4 separate regions of the Drosophila melanogaster genome follow, and all the other regions are linked to region 1. Evidence: chromatin contacts called from public Hi-C and targeted proximity ligation data. All regions are on one chromosome and are shown on one strand. The core of a region is the stretch at or near the end of the contact, and the rest is flanking DNA. Distances in the headings are between cores, read along the strand shown. Region 1 holds the start of CG1416. Region 2 holds the start of lncRNA:CR44809 (long non-coding RNA:CR44809). Region 3 holds the start of CycK (Cyclin K). Region 4 holds the start of Nubpl (NUBP iron-sulfur cluster assembly factor, mitochondrial).

Region 1 (3,704 bases), core at 422-2,921:
ATTACATTCATAAGTTTAAATCCGACGTATTGTAACGAATTTAATTTTTTTCTTAACCAATAAATAATAAATAGACAAATCACAAAGTTATTTTTTTTTCATATTACTATTTTCTTTGTGCACATAAAATTTTGTAAATATTTCGAATTTAGAGGCCCGTAGGAATATGGTCTTATACGCGTTATTTATTGACTGATAAGGAGTACTACATTCTTTGAAAATTATATCGTATATTGTTAATCAGGATCACTAAGCGGGTCAATTTAAAAAAATAAATAATAATATATCTAGTTTTCGTTGTCCTAGTAACTTACAGTTTCTTCCAGCTCTATGACAACGTTTGAGTAGTGACCAGATGTCCAGTTTTTCAGACGCCAGCTCTGCTGTATTTTTTTTTCAGGGACGAGCTCTTCGAATTTTCCGAGCACATTGCCTCCGTAAAGAATAAATCTACAATAAAAGACAAAAGATTACTTACCATAAAGAAGTGAAGACAAGGGCGAGGGGCGAAATTTATGGTTATTCATAACAAGATTACTAAATGACGACACAAACGGTCCTGATGTGATGGTAAAATAAAACGACCAGGGACAAAAACTTACTCTCCACCGCGCACGGCATCTACTTTGGCAGGTGCCCTCGTAAAGGCAGTGACCATTTCTGGCTTTGTGAGAGCGTTGTAAAGGTCATTGGCGCTGCAGTGAAATTCTTCGGTCATCGAGAGAGTGCGAACGTCCAGTTTACAGCCGATGCCAGAGTTCTTCAGCCTAGGAGCCGCCACCGAGGAGTTTAAAGCGATATTTTGGGCTGCATTACGGGTATTGTTGGCATCCTTAAAATTCGCCACAGTATTTCCCGCTCCGGCCTCGTCGCCCTTCTTTGGTAGGATAAGGTTCTTGGAGTACTCCTCCTTCAACTCTCGGATGTAGGAAGCCAGTTGCTGCCGCACGCGGTCTCGTCCCACGTTGTACATGAACTGTTTCAGGGTCTCCGACTCGTCGTTGGACTCGTCGATTGTCACCGTGATCTCTACGTCGGCTAGTTCGTTCTCCTCGGAGAGATTGGGAATGGTTAACTTGCCCTTGTGGATCAGCTTGCTGTTCTTTAGGAGCTTTCCAGACCACTTGAGCACCAGCTCCCACTCGTAGAAAAATATGAGCTTGCCCTTGCGATTGTTCACGGTGGCCTCCCCGGAGCATTTGTCCACGGAGTCCACGGCACACTCAATGTCGCTTTGCCCTGCGTTTTGAGAAGTTTACTTTTAGGTTAGGATATACCTAAAATGTATGTTCTACACTACTACAAATTCTTATATACTCGCCTATTTTGAAATCCTGAAAAAGCTGATGCAGGCGGTCCTTGGACCATGGCGTGGCGTTCTTTTCCGTCCAGTGCCAGTTGTTCACGTTGGTGGCGTCGGGCCGCTCCTCCACAATCCAGCGCGGATCTCCTTCTCCCCACTTGGCCATCGCTTTCTTACTGTAGAATTGTATGAAACTGTCTTCAATTTTATGAAAAGATGGAAGATGTTGGTTTACTTTTGATCCGGCAGTCTTAGCTTAAACTAATTCGGACAATTACTATGGCCAGCGAGTGGAATTTTCTAGAATTCTGCGGTTCAAAATAGGGATGTAAAAATTATCGATGCCAGTGCACACATATGTTGGCAGCGTTGCCACCAAGTCCGAGGTGTTTGTGCCGTTAAAAAAACGAAATGATGTGTAAATTTCCTGACGATATTTTAAATGGAGTTATGACGAAAGACGTATTCGTTCAGTGAATTTTTTAACAGATTTAAAATGGACAGTAAGTATTGGTGGTATTGTATTTTTTTATAACAAGGTTGTTTTAATGTTATATTTTTATGTACGTCCAAAACTTTAAGTTTATGTTTTTAACTTGTAACAAACAATTTTCGAAATGGTAATAGCCGATTCCCGCAAATCACACCATAATGGATGTAACAAAGTTGTTTTACAGCTTTTCAAGCTATTTGTCTTGAAATAGATAAGGTCTGCTCTAATCTCTGAAAAAGTGTACCCCTAAAAATATTTAATGTATTGTTGCAAGTAAATAATTAGCCCTAATTTTTTTAGTTCTACTGATTAAAAAGTTCTTACGTTTGGTTACAAGATGCAGTGGCATCAGGATATTTTAAAAGTGGCCACACAGAGCTCGCGTAACACCCAGCTTAAGTCAGCATGCACTTGTTATTTTTCAGTTGTTTACTCAACCGATAGCTGAATTCAGCACATCCCTAGTGGAGAGCTGAAAGAAAATGGCGATAGAATTTTTTTGGTGTTGATTTGTTTATTATCCGTTCGTCTTTGATTGTTCAATGAAAAGCCTTAAAAATTAGCCAACTGCTGGTGAAAAATGTACAACTAGAGTGTGTGTCGTGTGCGCGAGAGTGTGTGTAGTAGCTCAGTAGCTCCGCGATGATTAGCGCAATGGACAATTTCGACAACAGATCGTACGGTGCCATATCAAAGGGGCGCAGTGAATTCTCAATGCCAGGTAAACAGCAGATACTTTTGCTGGCCCGAAGGATATAGCCTAGCATGAACAGAATACGAATCTTTGTATTGATAAAATTTTATTAAGATCACAAATTGGGATACCCACAACTACAAAATAAGAGAAGCAACAAGCAACATTTGTATGTATAGACTTGTGTGCTAGGTGAAATGTTAGTGCACATATGTATGTATATTATGTACATATGTACATTGCGTTCTCGTTTTTGGCCTTCGTCAGAATTAAGTCCGAAGAGCTTTGGTAACGCTAATAAGCCAATTTGCACAATTAGCAATCCATTGTGGTTTCGACAAGTGAAAATTGTTTATCGGCCTAAGCTAGTGACGTAGCCTACAAGATGCTTTCATCGCATCGCAAACAGCTCGTGTATGCACGTGTGTATGTGTGTTGGGCGCGTGTGCCTGGAATGCTGCTCTGGTGTTTTTTATTTTTACTGTTGGTGTTGCGATACAATTTACAAAATGCCCAGAAACAAGTATATGAATTTATTATTGATTCGCATCTCGTTCTTGCAGAACTTACACCGGAGCAGCAAAAACTGCTGATTGAGCTGCGACGCAAGAAGCAGGAACTTTTACTCGAAATACAGGTAATTGACCATCAATATATACATACATTTTTAATTTTGGAAACAACGATTTAAGAACATATTCGTATACACTTGTAGTATACAGAAAAACAATTTCGTGATGTCTTTTTGTCTGGAGTTTTTGCCAGCTTCTTTTTAGGTGATTTGACAGAGAGGGAGCAAAGACACTAGACTTATTCCAGAGCCTTTGTAGGGAGGGCTTGACGGGCTCTGAATTTTTTTATATGAACGATTAATCTTAAAATATATAAATTTTAATAAACCGATAATAAAAATGATGGTAAAATTATTGTTGGTGCTAAGAATTAATTTAGCAAATAATCGAAAGTAAATATCCCAAAAAAAAATACAATAAAAACATTAAGAAGAGAGATAGTGGGCAAGAGAGTCGATTTTTATGTTGTTGAGTAGCATATGTGCATTTATATGTATTTATAAAATTTTATGAATACCTATAAGCCAGACCAATTTGGTTTTTTTTTCTACTTAGGTTGTTTTTTAACTCCTTAATGCGGGAAGATTTGTGATCTGGCGGCTAGTGGCAAGTTTAGCTATTTATGTTCGTGTTGCGATCGTG
Region 2 (4,007 bases), core at 1,360-3,859, 410 kb before region 1:
TAGCTTGAAATCCAATTTAGAAGATCAACGGGGAAACCTATAAGATCAGGTTTTCTTATTAGAAGATAATGATTAAAAGAGTCAAATGCTTTACTAAAATCAGTGTAGATGACATCTGTTTAAAGATTAGTTTTGAAACCTTGTATTACGAAAGAAGTTAGCTCCAAGAGGTTAGTGGTTATTGATCTGCGTTTCATAAAACCGTGTTGACACGGTGATATGATTGATCTACAAAGGTGCTTCAAATGAGGAGTGATAACATTTTCAAAAAGTTTTGGGATAGCCGACAATTTAGAGATTCCTCAGTAATTGCTTGCATCCAGTTTGCTACCTTTTTTATGCAGAGGAATCATAAAGGACTCCTTCCATATATGAGGGAACTGTGAAGATTCCGGAGATAAGGTAAACAGTTTCAGTAGAGGTTTGCACAAGGCTTCCGCACAGAATCTGAGCACACAGGCAGGGATTCCATCAGGACCTGGCGAATAGACCGGTTTAACACGCTGAAGATCGTTAAGCAGTGAGCTTTCGTTTATAATGGGGCAAAATATTAGATTCGACTTAGATACCGCATAAGAGTATGGCTGTTCGGAATGAGGTAAAGTTGAATATGTTGTTTGAAAAAACTTGGCGAATAGGGCTATTGCCTGATCCGATGTAACCGTAGTGTTTTCTAAAAATAACGAGGAAGGGTAAGAACTTGTTTTTCGCTTAGTGCTAACGAAATTATAAAACTGTTTCGGATCCTGTGCAAACTGGAACTTACAACGGTTTAAATAATTATTGTAGCACTGATCATTAAGCCCGGTAAAGCTTAACCTAGCGCTTAAATATTTACAGAGGGTGGACTGAGAACCGGTATTTTTAAATTTTATATAGAGTCTGGACTTTACAATTCTTAGGTGTGTCAACTCTTTATTAAACCAAGGAGGTTTAAGGAGTTTAAGTCGTGCGTATTGGGTTGGCACGACAAAAGGTCATAACTTTACACTTGGAGCCATTTAAGTCTAACACGTGTGTTGTTGCCCTCGATGATTTTCTTCTATTCCTCAACTTCACTGAATTATTTCATCCTCACTTCGTTTCCACGAAACTCTACCAAAACAACAACTGGCGCCATGCTCATTTGAATACATACACAAAGGATTTTTACTCAATAACGGAACGATTTCCATGAATTTCATTACTCTTAACTCATTCTTAACATAACGGTTCAAAAACATAATTTCGGTTACATTCAAATACTGCGTTAGATCTACTCAATCTCCGACATACATATGTATATTAAGCCGATATAAAACACATGCGGTTTGAACACAGAATAAAAGCGGGAAAGATATATATCTTAATGTAAACACATAATTAATTTCTAATTTCTTTTACATCACAAGCAGCTAAACAGATATACATATATTTCATTTAAGTTCTATTACCACCAAATTATTTTTAAATAAGAGAGAACGCTTAAGCAAATTTGTTGGACATTGAGATACCGTTTACACAGCCAGAAGGAATGCAAAATATAAACAATGAAAACAAAAAGTTTTGGGTGTTGAATTGGTCGTGGCGAAATAGTTCAAGCATATCAATACAAATTATCAAGAAAAACAACTTAATTTTTTAAGATAAAGAACTTTTCAAAAGTATACGAACAGAAGGATTGGTAGCCGAAGACAAGAATATAAGCACGTTATAATGCCCGAAACGCTTCCTTCCGTTCCTTCTGACATAATTTTTTCCAAAACCATACACATAATCGTTCGAAATCACTACCATAAAACTTGTCTTTTCATTCCTCAAAAATAGCTAATAAATAAGCTTACTATCTCAAGACATTCCCTTAAATGCTGTTGTCATAAAAAACATTTGACCACGTTGGTTGCCTTGCCAACACTAATAAATTTTTGAATTTGGGCGCCGAGAGTATTTAAATCTTTTGGAAGCTGAAATTTTCCAACACCAAACAGGACTCGCAGAACTTTGTTCATCCAGGATCTTAAGCTCAAAACCAAAACGTATGCGAATTAAAATTGCTGCTATTTAATTATTTAAAAGAATAGTTTTTATTTTTTATTAATTAATATTTATTCGGCGACAGACTTCCTCACTTATACTATTACAAGACACTTTATTACTAGCTTATCTTTGATTTGAAGCTGTTCACGATCTCGTCCCGACTCAGACTGATCTTCTAAATCTTAATCCTAATCCACTCAACCTCGGCCAGAAGCTTTTCTTTAGGATTCTCTTAAGCTTTTTAATATGTTTAGGATAAAAGCTTTACACTGAAATTATTTCCCAGCATTGTGAAATTCAAATTTGCTGACTGACGCAGTTTGACTGAAGCGCAATAAGTTGACCATGGCTTGGTCTCCAAGTGGAAGTTGTGTTTACTTTAAGTTTGGTTATATATCGGGTGGCTAAGTGTTGGCGTCAAAAACAAGGGCAAAGGCAACGCTGCTGAGATTGGAGTTAGAAATTTGTTTAGCTTTTGGTAGAGTGCTATATTTATGGGTTGGATAACTTGCGTCACTACGTGGGGCATAAAAAATCTGTTGTCCCTTAACTCACTCCCCTACATCGAGTGATAAAGATAAATAGGAATTCCTAAAAGATTTAAGTATACAAAAATAAGTACGTTTTATATGGAATCTTTAAGAATTAGTTAAAAGTCGAGTGCCTGTAAAATTTCGTTATCTTATGGAATTTGTTATCAACCATGGCCCATGATCTTACCAAAGACACTAGAATATTCTAGTGTCTTTGCTCTTACAGTGTTACCTTAGCTTGTAGAATATTAAAAGTTAAGTCTCAATAAATTTAAAACGTGTTTTTAACGCAGCTCAGCACAAGATATTTCTTTTCGAAAGCTAGTAACAGCCAGATTCTACTGATCGTAGCGTTTGCCTTTTGAGTAAGAGACAACATGTAAGACAACATGTGATGTAATCCAAATTACGAAGTACAAAACGTATATAAAAATATTTATGTTTTCTGAGTTATCGAATTAGTGTAAAAGGGCTCTAAGAAATCCTACCAGTTCTTTGTGAATTTTGGTATATTTTCGAGGGAAATGATTATTTTCATGAGTCGTGAAACGGTCACACTTTTAAAAAGTAAAACTGCTGCTCGTCTGCTCTATCTCTGAGCGTTGTTCTGTCTCCATCTCTCTTTAGCAATCGTAAAAAATGATGGACTGAAAGTTAAAGTGCTGGAATTTGTTAGAAAAAGATAACACTATTTAAATATATATCTTGTATTATTCCAAACAATATATCGTTAAAATACGTTATCAATTCACGAATACAATTTTACACCACTCAAATCTTAACAATTTTATTGTGGAGCAGGCAGTGCGCAATTTATGGTGTGGTCCGGTTGCGTAAAAGGTAATTTTAATAATGAAAAAAATAACACATGTAGTGTAATATTGTATGATAAAAAAACAAATGTGCTAGACTCCAGTTTAGATACTAGAGTCTGTTAATGTAAAGAGCTGCTGCATTAAACGTTCGTCTGTGTATGTTTTGTGTCGCGTATGTACATATTTTTTGTCTCACCGTCGCCATTTTTAATCAGTCGTTTTCGCTGGGTTCCTATGGCACTATATTCATCTCTTTTTCTCTTTTATAGAATTAGCGTCGCGTGATGCAGTGTTGAAAAGCGCGACAGAGCTGCAGTAAATAAAAGGCCAACGTATGATAAAAGTTAATTTTTGAGCATACTCGAATTTTGGGGACCATGGAAGACCTTACCAAAAACATTATCTTCACAAATGCCATTAATGGGCAACCGGCCACAATTCAATACCAGACGGCGGATGGCACCATTCTTAAACAGCCCAAAATAGAGGGCCAAAAAACGGAGCAGCAGCCTACCTTCTATTACACGACAAATGTAAGTAGTTTACTTACTATATGTTATTGGTGCTGACTTTTCATATTGTCTTCACATAGGGCAATGGCGGTACCGTCAATCTCGCACAGCTGGCCACCACAGACGACAAT
Region 3 (3,522 bases), core at 713-3,212, 370 kb before region 1:
ATAACTACATATTAATGCACAAACAATAAAATTGAATGCATACTAACTTTTCTTATGCTTAAAATATTACAAATGTGTGTATATTATTAGTTTAAGTTTCAAATTAGTGAGTAAATGAATTTTTCACATTTCTTTATCTTTAAGTCATTTTTGAAAGGCAGGTGGTAATTGTGAGCCTGCACTAGTTTTAGGAGATAATAATTACGTGTTTATTTTAAACAAAATCGGAAGGTACTAGTCAGTAAGCATTAATTATTATTTTTTAAATAAGGCAAATATGTATATTTTAAAATATGAAATACATGTATGTATGTCCGTATAAATAAAACCGTGAAATCAAATGTCGATTAAGTCATTTGACATAGCCAAGCCAGGAAATTTGCGGCTGATCCAAAAATATCTACCTGAGTGTAGCATAGGTGGGATAAATTTGGGCAATACGACCAAGATCGTCATCGTTCTCCAATTGGGAATCCTTCCGTGTACGCCGAACTGGTAGGCTGGGCATCGCTTAGCTTCGAACCCAATTACGAATATAGCAAATTTATACGCGGTATTTGTAGCTTTCCCAGGATAACAACACAATCCGCATAGACGGAATCTGCGATCAGGGGTGATCAAACGTTAGAATTTGCACAACATTTGGGTTTGTTTACCTTTTTGAAGTTCGAGATCGTAATTGCTTGTCTTGTGAGACGTAGATAGTTTTCAACGTTGGGGGTACTCCGGCCTTGGTTGTTAACCGCAACCAAATACTTAGCATGCAATTGGCGCAGTCGAATGACGGAAATTCACATTCCCTAAGTGCTCGTTAAATAGAAGTTAAAATACTAGAATTGTATACATATACTGAATCACTTGGTGAAAGAAATATAAAATGTTTGTTATCACTGATAAATTTTAATATACATTTTTAAATTCAATCAAAGTCAATTCCATATTATCTGTACTTCATTAAAAAATATAATATTATTAAAACAATACGATCCCCACCGGCGTTGTATATTTTCACCGATTTTACGTGTTTCATTCATTCTTGAGTTTCCCCTGATACGTGTCTGCGTGCTGCTGGATGTTCTTTGAGTTTTGTAAAATTTTATTTAAGTCAATGATCACTTGAGCGGTAAGGTTTGAAAATATGTTCACTAGCCTAAGTGCATGATTCAAAGAAAAATATACATAACATTTTCTACGTTAAAAAGAAGCATCTCGACTGATTTGGTTGTTTCGCTCTATCAAGCTCACGTTTCGGTTTTCCATTATTATGTAATTTGAGTGATATATATCGATTTTTAAGAATTTAACACACATTATAGAAACATAAAAAATATAGAAACATAATAAAATTATAGTGCCATCACTCGCGTTTATATTAATAATAAAAGAAAGAATACTATAGTCGAGTTCCAAGGCTATCAAATAACCGTTACCAGCTAGTGTGAATACAAACGCGAAATTGCATCAATTTTATGGAATATCGATAGATAATGGGATATAAAATGATAAAAAATTTCAAAATTGTTCCAAAGTGTGGCATTAGGGCGTTAGAGTGCGCGTGGCAAAAATTTTATTGACAAATCGATAGAAATTAAAAAGACTAATTAAATTATAGTCAGATCGACTAGGATATTGGTCCTGATCAAGAATATATATACCTTAAATGGTCGGAATACGAAAATACGACTAACGGTTATAATAAATTCATCACCACATTACTAGAAGTAATTACTATTAAATAGAAAGCGCTTACACTGCTCATAATCTTGTTATTACATTTTATAATGTTTAACGAATGCTATCTATGCTTTAAATTGAAATACTTGTTATCCAGTAGGATTATACATAATGAATTATTTCAATATACCATTTAACAACAAAACAAATTGCGCAATTCCCATCACTAATCCCTATGCTTGGTTTGATATCTCCAAAACATGGAAATGCGATTCCAGTGTAAACATCCCATTTGTTCCTCGTAACAGTCAAAGGACGGCCAAAACCACGTGTAAATATATCTGTTTAATTATATCCCAAAATTAAGTCACCAAAACTAGCAAACGCACAAAAAATATTCAGTTTGACCCGCAAGAGATCGAAAATTTTTGCGTTATCTATTTACCAATAAAGTTGTTCCATATACTCAAAATCGTCGTGGTCTTGGTGTAAAAGGGGCTTCCAATAAAGTTTTTTTCTTCATCGTCGTAGACATGGTAACACTGCAAGTGAACATAAAAATCGAAAACTGATTTATTTACAATAAACAAAAGCGCTTATCGGCTCCAGGACGCGCATATGCTGACAACCATTTGGCTAAAGGTTTAACACAAATTCCTTCCAACGACGCGGACTACTGGTAGTACCCGCAGCCTAAATTGCCGCGATGCCGTGCTGGTATTACGACAAAAAGGAGCTGCGGGAGACGCCCTCGATCTTGGATGGAATAAGCTTCGAAACGGAGCGGCGGTACAGAAAAGAAGGTGCTCGATTTATTATGGAATGTGGCACCAAAATGGGCTTGGGCCACAACACGATGGCCACCGGCGTTGTATATTTTCACCGATTTTACATGTTTCATTCGTTCCGGAGTTTCCCCCGGTACGTGACTGCGTGCTGCTGCCTGTTCTTTGCTGGCAAGGTGGAGGAGACGCCAAAGAAGTGTCGCGACATTATTAAAACTGCGCGTGGCATCCTTACCGACAATTACTTCTACTCGTTTGGCGACGACCCTAAGGAGGAGGTGATGACGCTAGAGCGTATTCTGCTGCAGACCATCAAATTCGATTTGCAAGTAGAGCATCCTTACACCTTTCTCCTAAAGTACGCTAAGTGTTTCAAAGGCGACCAGCAGAAGCTGCAAAAGATGGTGCAAATGGCGTGGAACTTCGTCAACGACTCTCTCAGCACAGTAGTTTGTCTACAGTGGGAGCCGGAGATTATCGCCGTGGCTCTTATCCATTTGGCCAGCAAGCTAAGCAAATTCACTGTGCAAGACTGGGAGGGCCGCCAGCCACAGCAGCAGCGTTGGTGGGATATGTTTGTGTCTGATGTAACGATGGAAATACTCGAAGACATCTGCCACCAAGTTCTGGACCTGTACCAATCAACCCAAAAAGAAGCGCTCCAGCCAACCAGTCCGCCCCAAAAGCCACCAAGCAGAGCCGACAGTCCAAAATCCGGCAAGCTTACCAATTCTACGGGTATTGGACCACTTTCCGTTCCACAACAGCCGCCGCCCCCCGTATGTGGCAACGGTGGCGTGCTGGAAGTTAGCAACATTCAGAGCATTAAATCCCTAGCCAGTGGCGTGCCAATCATTGGTCCTAGCGACTCCCAGAACCTGTTACAGGGCCCAACACCACCAGGTCAGCCATCCGGGTACCACATTTATCATGCTCCTCCACCGCCGCCCCCGCCGGTAGTGCCTATGCCGCCGTACCCCTCTTCCGGATGGGGAGTCCAGCAGACAGTGGTCGGACACTATAGCGGGAGCGCTGCACCACCACCACCAATGCCGCCTAGCTT
Region 4 (3,849 bases), core at 1,109-3,608, 480 kb before region 1:
GTTAGTGTTTTTTTATATGTGTAAGTGTAAGTGAGAGCGAGACGCCGCATTTGGTTTAGAGTGTAGTGCAGCCCAAAATTGAAGGACATCAATTAAATATTTCGTACATTAGTAAATGAAATTATAATAAAAAAAGAGAGAATACTATAGTCGAGTTCCCCGACTATCAGATACCCGTTACTCAGCAAGTGTGAGCGAACGCTCTCTTGGATCGCGATTGATATTGGGGAATAAAATGAGAACAAATTTAAAAATTGTTCCAATAAAATTAAGAAAAAGGTCGAAAAATGGTTCAAAAATTTGGGCGTGGCAGTTTTGCGCGGTTTGTGGGCGTGGCAACATGGATCAACAAACTAGCTCTGCGTCTTCGTCTCTAGAATCTCTCTAGAGGAATTTATTCCCAAAGCTAAGGTCTTGCATTGATTCTGATCCTTTCAGATATTGCTTAGCAATATTTGATTCAAGTTGAGCCCCATTTAAACGAGCAAAGTGAGAATAGAAATATTAAGAAAACTAAAAGCATGACCTCGTGTAACGTGGGATCCAGCACATTTACCACGGATGGGATTCTGAAGACAATAATTCGTTGAGTGCCTAAAAATGTGACATTTCAGACTGTAAAACTCTTTTCTGCGGCGCGCACGCTCCATAGTGACTCGATGTCTGCCTAGTTGAGTTATTTTCAGTACTTTGTCGACATTCGATCCTTGTTTTAGGTTTACGAAAAACAAGTATTGCCTTGTCTGTAGTTGATTGTCGCTTCGTTGTCTTCTTCAGAGCAGAGATCGGTTCGTTTTGGCAATCCGCTTTTCTCGGGCAATATATTTAATGATAATAATAATAAATAATAATTTAATGAATATAAAAATGAAACCCGGAATCACAATTCAGTATAGGTTGTCATCCTTAAGTTGATGATGCCAAAACTGACAATTTACCATTGATAAATGGATGGATAAAAAGCATTAGAAATGGCTGTGTATATCCAAATTTAGAGGTGCGAATACTATAGTAATTCTCACAAGCGCACGAATTCAGAGCCTGTTTGAAAGCGTGGAGATGGTTAATATCCGGGACACGTTTTGCTATAGGAGGGCATATTTAAACATGAAGATTGTATCTGTCACAGACAAGATGAGCAATCTAGATTAAAGAAGCCAGAAGAGGATTTCAGCTAGTTGGCGTTACATTTTTGAAACTACCAGCAAAAATCAATCCACAAAAAGCAGAACTAGTTTGAAACCTTCTCTTAGTCTTAGCTGTGAAGCATGACATGGTTTTGTGGTGTGTTGTTTAATGTAAATGCGGGAAACGAAACAACAGTCCCTTTCCCCTGATAACTTTATTGGTTTTAGCGGTACAGCATAACAAATGTAAGTAATAAGAATTTTTGATATACACAAATTTTTTTTAATGTGCACTGTTATTTTGATTTTGATTACATCTTTGTTCGTTAAGTATTTGTGTAATCTCCTCAGCCAATTGGGTAAATAGATAAGAGTACTTGCTGTCCGGATATTTTATTACAACAGGCACTCCACTCTCGTTGCTATCCGCTATTCGTGAGTCTAACGGAAGAGAAATTAGCTTGCGCGGTAGAGAACTTATACGGCTGTCTTTAAAAAACTCCAATCGTTGATTACAGTTCTGACAAATGGTGTACTTCATGTTCTCTACTACGCCAAAGATAGGAACATTTAACTTTTCGTACATGCTTGCACCTTTCAAGGTCACCTGAACAGCTGCAGTATGAGGTGTTGTTACCAGGATAACCCCTGTGATAGGTGCATGCTGGGATAGTGAGAGATGTACATCTCCAGTGCCCGGTGGAGTATCTATAACTAGGACATCTAGAAGCCCCCAATCAGTACCTTTTAGCAGTCGTTGTATTGCTGACATTACAAGAGGACCTCGCCAGATAACAGAGGTCTCTACAGGTGTCAGCATGCCCATAGACAAGCACTTTACATTGTAGTTTTGCGGCGGGATCATCAAATTCTTATCGTTCACAACCGGCTCACCATGGACATTCATGAGAAGTGGAATAGTAGGCCCGAAGATATCCCCGTCCAGCAATCCTACTCGCTTTCCTAGTTTTGCCAAGCTGCAGGCAAAATTAACTGTGAAAAGGACTCCAATAACCCATGAATCGAAATATGTGAGTACACACCTGCCACGGTGCTTTTTCCAACACCACCCTTTCCAGAGGCAACGACTATAATATCTTGTACTCCAATAATCGGTTGCTTTTTAGGCAATCCCCGCGCCATTAACTTCACCTGGGACCCAGTTAATTTTGTTGCGTAGGAGCGCCATATCGTGTTGATCAATAGACGCTCCATTGTTACAAAACGATAAATTTATTTTCCATCCTAAAAATAAAACTCATAGTGAAAACAGCGACGACAGCTTTATAGCCGATTCTCACACATTTCCATCATTCCTATTTTGCGAAGTCATTTTTCGATAATTCTCGATAGCTCAATTAATATTCCTAGGTATTTAGCATTTTTCTTTGGCGACTGAAGCGACCGATTGAGCAGATTAAAAAACTGGGAAAGCGAGTATTTTTACTGGACGGTATATATTTATTAATACTATTATAACCCATCTAATGAATGTCTATAGCGAGCAGTTTGTTTACGATAGGAATACCACGTTAGACCACGTTTACCACGTAATTCAAATAAACCAGTCAAAACTCAACAGTGGAACAACAGTAGTAACAGCAGTACAAGAATACTCGTAAAACGGTTTACTCTGTGAAAAGTCTCTGCCTGCCGCTGACATTTAAACTGTCACATTTTTCGGCGAACCTCGCCAAGCTTGGATGAAGAACATGTTGAGGCAAGTGGTGGAGAAGTGGTGTGGCAATTTATAAACACGCTAAAGTTAATTTTTCAAGTAATATTTCAGTTTTTTTTAGGGTCTATTTAGGGTATATCGAACGGCGGCCCGTACCGAACCGATTGAGTTAAAGTGTATCATAGCAATACCGGTGCGATCAACACTTAATTGTTAACTGAATGCAGAAGCCAAATGAGCAAGTTTCACAGAATAAAAATTAAAACCAGGTTAGCGCCCCCTGAGCAAAAATATTTGACGTGAGATATTTGGAAAACGGCTTGAGCGAGAGCTTTGGAAATTTTTTTCCCTTAAAAGTTTAACAATTCTATAAATAAAAAGTTTATATAGAATGCAGTTTGTTGTTTATAGATTTTTATTTCAATAAAAAAGAAAAACAATCCATAAATGGGTAAGTCAAAATTGCGTCATCAGTGTATAAGAGTTTGGCTGCATAACCAAACATCCTCCCCCCGTTGGTGGACTCTAGCTGACAACATCATCCTGTTTGGGTAGAACGCAAAGTTTAGCGACGGCTCTATTGAACAGCAACTCGTGCGACGCCATTGAGTCCAGGGATCAGATTTATTACTCGAGCTAGTGGCCATTTGAGGGGTGGCAGGTTTTCGTCTTTTACTAAAAGGACATTATCGATTTGAACGTCTGTCTTCTGTGCTCGCCATTTGGAACGTTGCTGAAGAAGCGTTAGATATTAACTGGTAGTAAGTGATTCGCTGCCAGCGATCCAATCGGTTGAGATTTAATTTTGTGAAATCAGGCTCAGCAAACAAGGCGAGGGGGGCAGTGCCTAAGAAGTGCACTGGCGTTAGTACTTCAAGGTCGTCAGGATGTTTTAAAAGAGGAACTAAGGGTCTTGAATAAATTGTTGCCATTGCGGCAACTATGGGTTAAAAGCCGCAAATTTTGGTATAAATGTAATTTTTTTTGTGACTGATATTTTAATGCTGCTTTCATTTTTGGATTCCTAATTTGCCCTTTTTTACG

The links. A called contact is a pair of places that touch in the nucleus more often than the background predicts.
Region 2: a contact with region 1 is called in a targeted proximity ligation map of the Kc167 cell line, with 4 times the contacts expected there. A contact is called at or near these places in 2 of 107 Hi-C or Micro-C datasets (the Kc167 cell line and the S2 cell line) and 2 of 7 datasets of targeted methods (both in the Kc167 cell line).
Region 3: a targeted proximity ligation map of the Kc167 cell line shows a contact between it and region 1, with 4 times the contacts expected there. A contact is called at or near these places in 10 of 107 Hi-C or Micro-C datasets (the Clone 8 cell line, the Kc167 cell line, the ML-DmBG3-c2 cell line and 4 more) and 4 of 7 datasets of targeted methods (the Kc167 cell line and the S2 cell line).
Region 4: a Hi-C map of the Kc167 cell line shows a contact between it and region 1, with 4 times the contacts expected there. A contact is called at or near these places in 8 of 107 Hi-C or Micro-C datasets (the Kc167 cell line, embryo, eye imaginal disc and 2 more) and 1 of 7 datasets of targeted methods (the Kc167 cell line).

The regions. Positions count from the first base shown.
Region 1 is chr2L:21,755,977-21,759,680 of dm6, reverse strand. It overlaps CG1416, which reads right to left and starts at 1,671. Exons shown (of 4, transcript NM_136277.3): 1 at 1,322-1,671; 2 at 603-1,239; 3 at 315-450. The coding sequence starts at 1,469. step (steppke) reads left to right here and starts at 2,215. Exons shown (of 11, transcript NM_001273749.1): 1 at 2,215-2,517; 2 at 3,054-3,127.
Region 2 is chr2L:22,168,270-22,172,276 of dm6, reverse strand. lncRNA:CR44809 (long non-coding RNA:CR44809) reads right to left here and starts at 2,609. Exons shown (of 1, transcript NR_124437.1): 1 at 2,073-2,609. Clamp (Chromatin-linked adaptor for MSL proteins) reads left to right here and starts at 3,134. Exons shown (of 7, transcript NM_001014498.3): 1 at 3,134-3,389; 2 at 3,634-3,897; 3 at 3,957-4,007. The coding sequence starts at 3,742.
Region 3 is chr2L:22,128,582-22,132,103 of dm6, reverse strand. CycK (Cyclin K) reads left to right here and starts at 1,962. Exons shown (of 1, transcript NM_001299202.1): 1 at 1,962-3,522. The coding sequence starts at 2,381. It overlaps lncRNA:CR43241 (long non-coding RNA:CR43241), which reads right to left and starts at 883. Exons shown (of 3, transcript NR_048038.1): 1 at 657-883; 2 at 405-601. It also overlaps the pseudogene CR43240 and a transcript of CG42748 not described here.
Region 4 is chr2L:22,238,425-22,242,273 of dm6, reverse strand. Nubpl (NUBP iron-sulfur cluster assembly factor, mitochondrial) reads right to left here and starts at 2,358. Exons shown (of 2, transcript NM_001273759.1): 1 at 2,171-2,358; 2 at 1-2,120. The coding sequence starts at 2,342. The coding sequence ends at 1,411. lncRNA:CR43765 (long non-coding RNA:CR43765) reads left to right here and starts at 2,561. Exons shown (of 3, transcript NR_073822.1): 1 at 2,561-2,580; 2 at 2,650-2,847; 3 at 2,917-3,091.